Regions from separate parts of the Hordeum vulgare genome. Here region 2 is linked to region 1. A link is a contact called in public Hi-C data. All regions are on one chromosome and are shown on one strand. The core of a region is the stretch at or near the end of the contact, and the rest is flanking DNA. Distances in the headings are between cores, read along the strand shown.

Evidence for each region. Hi-C and Micro-C count contacts between places; a contact is called where the count stands out from the background.
Region 2: a contact with region 1 is called in a Hi-C map of leaf, with 3 times the contacts expected there. The contact joins the promoter of LOC123403065 here to the enhancer-like site in region 1. A contact is called at or near these places in 2 of 6 Hi-C or Micro-C datasets (leaf and seedling).

The regions. Positions count from the first base shown.
Region 1 is chr6H:333,759,257-333,762,121 of MorexV3_pseudomolecules_assembly, forward strand. LOC123402112 (actin-related protein 3) reads left to right here. Exons shown (of 10, transcript XM_045095993.1): 10 at 287-832. The coding sequence ends at 367. Among protein-coding and RNA genes, the nearest start is that of LOC123402112, 13 kb to the left of the region's middle. Within about 2 kb of position 1,370, at least 2 of the 3 cell types and tissues checked have open chromatin away from gene starts, as enhancers often do. A contact at or near this core is called in leaf, where this site is marked.
Region 2 is chr6H:334,301,150-334,304,014 of MorexV3_pseudomolecules_assembly, forward strand. LOC123403065 (ribosomal RNA small subunit methyltransferase nep-1-like) reads right to left here and starts at 1,433. Exons shown (of 7, transcript XM_045097037.1): 1 at 1,098-1,433; 2 at 679-771; 3 at 233-377; 4 at 1-54. The coding sequence starts at 1,367.

The DNA of each region.
Region 1 (2,865 bases), core at 120-2,619:
ACTTAAGAATCTAATGACATAATTTTTGTGACATATAATGTATATTTAATTAGTCAAATCAATAACTTAGAACTACGCGCATGCCCTGTAAACTGAGACGGAGGGAGTAGATTATACTACCCTTGCAATTAAAAACGGGCAAATTTTAATCTCCACTAACGCCGGTATGTTGGAGCATGTAGTTTTGAAAGTGGATTATACTGAAGCATCTTTACTGTGATTTGTTTTAACTTGCATTGTCAGTATCTGATCTAAGCTAACCGTCATTATTTTTTTTGTCCAACAGGCTTGCCACACAAAAGCAGAGTATGAAGAGTACGGTGCAAGCATCTGCCGATCGAATCCCGTTTTCAAAGGGATGTACTGAGATTTGCGCATGAAAGACTAGCGTCACAGATAGCATATCCATGCAATCAGCCTGATGAGCCTAGCTAGCAGTAGCAGGCTGGCAGCATGGTAAAACTGACACCGGAGGCAGGCTCTCTATACCGTTTGTTTGTACACAACCAGCGTGCATATAGAGATAAACAACATTTCGTCAATATATCTTTTGTATACTATACATCTGTAGATGTAGAATGGTGCTGGTAGTGTAGCAAACAGGAGGATTCGTGACCGGATGGCGCTGGCGGTGCCTTAGCGGCACATGCTAGCTGTTGTATTTTTCTTTAGAAAAGGTGCTAGCTGTTGTATAATCTTTAGTACGAGTGGAGTGGAGTATCGCCGGAAACTGAACAGCTTTTTGTGGGTGGGCTGGTGTGGCTCGTATTTTCCCGTGAAGTTGTTGCCACCGGTTTTCTAGATAGTGGAAGATTTCAGTTGACATCGTAAACATGATGCATTTATTATTTATCTAATACTCCATGAAATATGGTAATCATGATGTTTCTCCCAGACAACATAGAGAGTCTGCGCGTGCACCCGTCGATCGATCTTAATTAGGCCCTGTTTTTTTAAAAAGTTCTAGGACTTGTTTTTAATCCCAACTAAAAAGTTTCTAGTCCCTATTTTTTTTTTCAAGGACTAAACATGGACTACAGGTTATTAAATGACATGTAAAAAGACCATGTCATCCCTAGTAATGTACTAAAAGTTATTAAATGACATGCTAAAAGTAGAGTCATTGTTGAAAGAAGTGTCAAAAAAGTCCCAAAAAGTCACTTTCATAGAGACTTCTTCCTAAAAAGTTCCTTCCATAAGGACTTCTTCCTTTAGTCCCAAATACCTATTTTTAGTCCTTAAAAATTCTTCCTGTTTTTTTAGTTCCTACATCAAAAAGTCTTTGAAAAGAGACACCCCCTTAGATGCGTGCAGTCACCTAGATATGCATTTCCACCGTTTAGTTAGATAGATTCGACCAGTGCGGATGCAGTTAGAGGTCCGTGATCAGTTAGCTGGCACCAAGACGGCAAGGCAATGCACCGAATCGGTTGCCGCCCGGAAGCCCTGGCTGGTTGTTTGGTGATAATTATCGGTGCGTTGTAATAGGTGTAAACATTCTAGCACCATGATAAGGACCGAAGGGGTTGCGTTGTAATGGGTGTAAACATTTTAGCACCATGATAAGGACCGAAGGGTTTGTGTCTTCCCGGACCCAAACCAGTTCAGCCTAGTCGTTCAGTATTTTGATTATTTCTGTTCGGTTAGTTCGGTTTATGAGTTATTTGGGTATTTAGAAATGGAAACCAAATTTTTTTCTGTCAAAAAATAACCGAACCTAAATTATCCAAAATTTCGGTTTGGGTAATTCGGGTATCCAAAAAACCCTAAATATTCGTAGCACACATCAACTTTTGGTATGATTAATTCGGATAGTGTGGATATTTTGGATAGTATGAGTATTTTAGTTTGTATGGGTAACATGTAAGTGTAATAATAACATGAATAATTTGGATATTATGAATAATTCGGGTAGTATGGGTATTTCGGGTTTTCTAGACTAGAACCCGAACCCTAACCCGAAAACCGAATAACCAGGAATTGAGAACCGAACCCTAACCCGATACTCGTATTACTCGACAATTTGGGTAATTCGGTTCAGTTCGAATTCGGGTAGCGGGTTAGGGTAGCCAAACGGCCAGAGTGACAACCAGTCATGTGACCGAACGAAAAAAAAAAGCTCGAGATTATTCCCACTACCATGTGGCCCGCACGAACGGTTTAGCCATTTTTTCAGGATTAATCAAGCTTTATTCATCAAAATTTACAGATTGTGGGATACATATTAGGTCATGCGGGTGGCCAAACCACATGTGACGTCACAGGCCTAACGACAAAGAATGTTTGGCTAACTTATGAGCTTCTAAGTTTGCATTATTTCTAAATTTATTTTAGGATTTCCGATGATATGTTTTTAGTTCGAGAAGACGTTTCCGTCGACGACGAGACGTCTACAGTGACTTCGTAAATCTCAAGATAATATGCCGGATCAGTCTTTCGGAAGTGCTCATAGGGGTAGGTTGTGCGTGTGTGCGTTCATAGGGATGAGTATATGCGCGTGTATATGAACGCTTGCGTCTGTACTGTGTTAATTTTTTTTACATTGTGACTTTAAAAGATAACGCTACACTGAAATAAGCTAGAAGCTATGATTTCACCGATGATCACTTCATTCCCTCCTCTGTATCTATAGTTTATGTCTGCAACGACTTGTTTGGTGTCAAAAGGGATGATCACTTGATGCAAATGAAGATCCCCCTCCAATGCAAGCGCCCCTGTGCATGCGATCGCTTCCAGGATCATCGGGTCATCCACTCCGCCAATGACCAGTGAAGAACTCCCCAATAGTTTCCTTGATCATCATGACAGACGACAGCCGCGGCTTCCCCTCTTCCCCTTGAGACACCTATGTCAACATGTATCTTC
Region 2 (2,865 bases), core at 183-2,682, 540 kb after region 1:
GGAGCTTCTCACGCTTCCCAACTGCCGTGATGCTCAGCTTTTGCAATAACTGTGCTGTGATGTTGTATAACTTGCAGGTCAGCATGGTTCATGAAATATTAGCACTGTACCGAAATACTTATAGTTGGGGAAACTTGTACTAGTTTCCCCCAGCTACAAGTACTTCGGTACAGAGGGAATAAATGACTTAAAAGGTGAAGAACATGCACTACTTCTATTATTTGGAACTTACACATCAAACCACAGAAACGCTTGAACGTCCGTGGCATGCGAACATGAGGCTTGATTTCAAACAACACTCCCTTTTCAGTCCTAACATAAACAGCTTGTAACCTGCCAGCCTTAGTTAGGGGGCTATCAAATATTGCTAGTAGTGCCTGCAAAAAATTTTGGGGCGAAATTCATAACTGTCATACATTGTAGCTATTCAGATACCCAAACAGGGTTCAACAACCAAAAGAGAGGAAACAAATGCTAGTATTCACGTTGACAAACAAATTAAGTTTGGTTCCCTTTGACTTACAACAGGAACTTATGGATGGATAATACTCCCTCTGTCCCAAAAATAAGTGACTCAACTTTGTACTAACTTTAGTACAAAGATGAGTCACTTAATTTGGGACGGAGGGAGTATTACAGTACCCGAAAGAAAATAATAATGACGAAAATTTAGAATACCTGGTGGATGATATCAGGCCTATAATCAGCTGGATTGCGATTCTGCTTCCTTAAATAATTAGCGTGATCATCCGAATTCAAGATTTGCATACCCTATAGAAACAGTTAAAAGAATCAGTAAAACTGACATAAAATAAGGGGCTTTTTGTTTAGGACGAGGTGTAGTCTCTTTAATCAGCAGATGTCTTGTAAGGAATATAGCTGCTCTGGTATAATTAGTTAACACTTGCTCTTTACTGCATCCTAGCAGGTAGCAGCCACTAATTTTCGACCATTGCTACCTAAAGTAGCACATGAATAAACCAGCTATTCGAAGAAATTTATCTAAAGCTGAATTCGACCGCCAAAGGAGAAACAATCGGTCACAGTCAGAAATAAATCACTGATTTATTGGTCCATAGTCCATAGAAGAAGCATACCTTGCCGACTTTGCCGACCTCGAGGCAGGCCCTCTCAAGTACGAAGATAGCGCCCGGCCGCCGCTTACTGTCCAGCGGGCGGGGCACGATGGGGATCCCATCCCCCACCTCCTCGGCAAAGGCCTCTGGCGCCGCCTCCCCCTCCGTCACCTCCTCATTTTCCTTGCCCTCTAGCTCCACCTCCTCGGCGTCGACCGGAGGGGCGCGCGAGGCTTCGCCGCCTTCCAGCTTCCGCTTCTTCTTCCCCTTGACTGCGTACGGCCGCCCCATGTCTTCTTCACGCTTCGCGACGGCTCGGGCTGCGGCCTGCGGGGCTTTGAGTCTAGGGTTTTTCTTCTTCTTTTTTTTCGAGTGGGTGGGGGTTCCTCTTATTATGTGGGCTCAAAAGGGACTGAGCAAAGCAATCGCACAACAACAAACAGAAGCCCATCAGCCACAACCAACCCAAACAGAGAGGCCCATAAACCACAACCAGCCCAACAGAGAAAGTTTGGATTCGTCACGCCCGGCCCAAATCCGAAGGGCTGACCATATGACACTGGAACGGACGGTGCCGACGCTCGCCGGAGGGGAGGTGGGGGCGGCTGCGGCATCTCACAGCACGGTGTGCCGCCGCCCTGGAGCTTGGCAATGGTGTTGGGATCATGGTGCGTCGGCCGGCCGGCCGGGCAGGTGCGGAGCAGTCGGCGGGTGTGACGGTCGGGCATAGCGCTAAGTCTGGCTGCATGCGTACGTAAGATAACCTTTTCTTGTAGTATCAAAATTGGACAGGACGTGATTGTCTCAAGCGCGACAAACTATGAGCCCCTATTTCTGAATTCATCGATTGTGTATTTATTTATTTTCACTCGGAACAAATGGTCCACTGCTAGGTTGGAGCATGTACAGCCGGATTTGGCAAATTTGACTTTTTATATGAATGTGTTCATGAACAATGTTAAAGGATCTTTTATATGGTTGTTGTACATCTATACATCTCAAATACAGAATCTCAAATTCATGAAATGCATGTGCATCGATTATACAACATGAATTGTCTGAATTCAACGGTTCGAAAGAAAGCAAAATAAATCATAATTTAATAATTTGGACATGCAAAAACTAAGAAGCAATGTCCGAGCGTGATGGATAGCTCACTGGCTGGCTGGATCATTTGCGGGACGACATCCATGCCTCCTGCTCCCAGGTCATCCTTGTCTCCTGCTCTTAGGGAATCCTTGCGTCATGCCCCGTATGTAGCTCATACATTTGTGATGCATGCTCCATCTGCATCCTTGTTACATGCTCCTCTACTATCACAGTCGCAGTCGTCGGCGTCGCCTCGTACTCCCTACGACGGTTGATTTCCTTCTTCTTCTTTGTCTCATCCTGGTCCAGTGGCACAATCCTTGTCGGTGGATGAAAGAATGGGGTGCGGGGTTCCGCGCGTGGCTGGGGGACAACTGCTCCTTCATGTCCTCTATTGATTCTTATGACGCCACAGTCGCTTCCCTCTCTCTATCGACGGCGTCGGTTCGATCAGGTGATGTTCTTCGGCTTGCACGACGAAGTCGAGGACGGGATGCCGATGGGCGAGGCGGACGCAGGCTTCGTCGCGGCGGTCGGGGAGGGGTGTCGGCCAGCCGAGTGTCTCATGCCTGTTTGAAAAGCCCATCTGAATCGCATTTTCATGACCGGACTGTTCGCTCGCACACTGACCGAGCGCACATTCATCTCTATGAACGAACGCACGCACTCACGCATACTTACCCTTATAAGAACCTCTGAA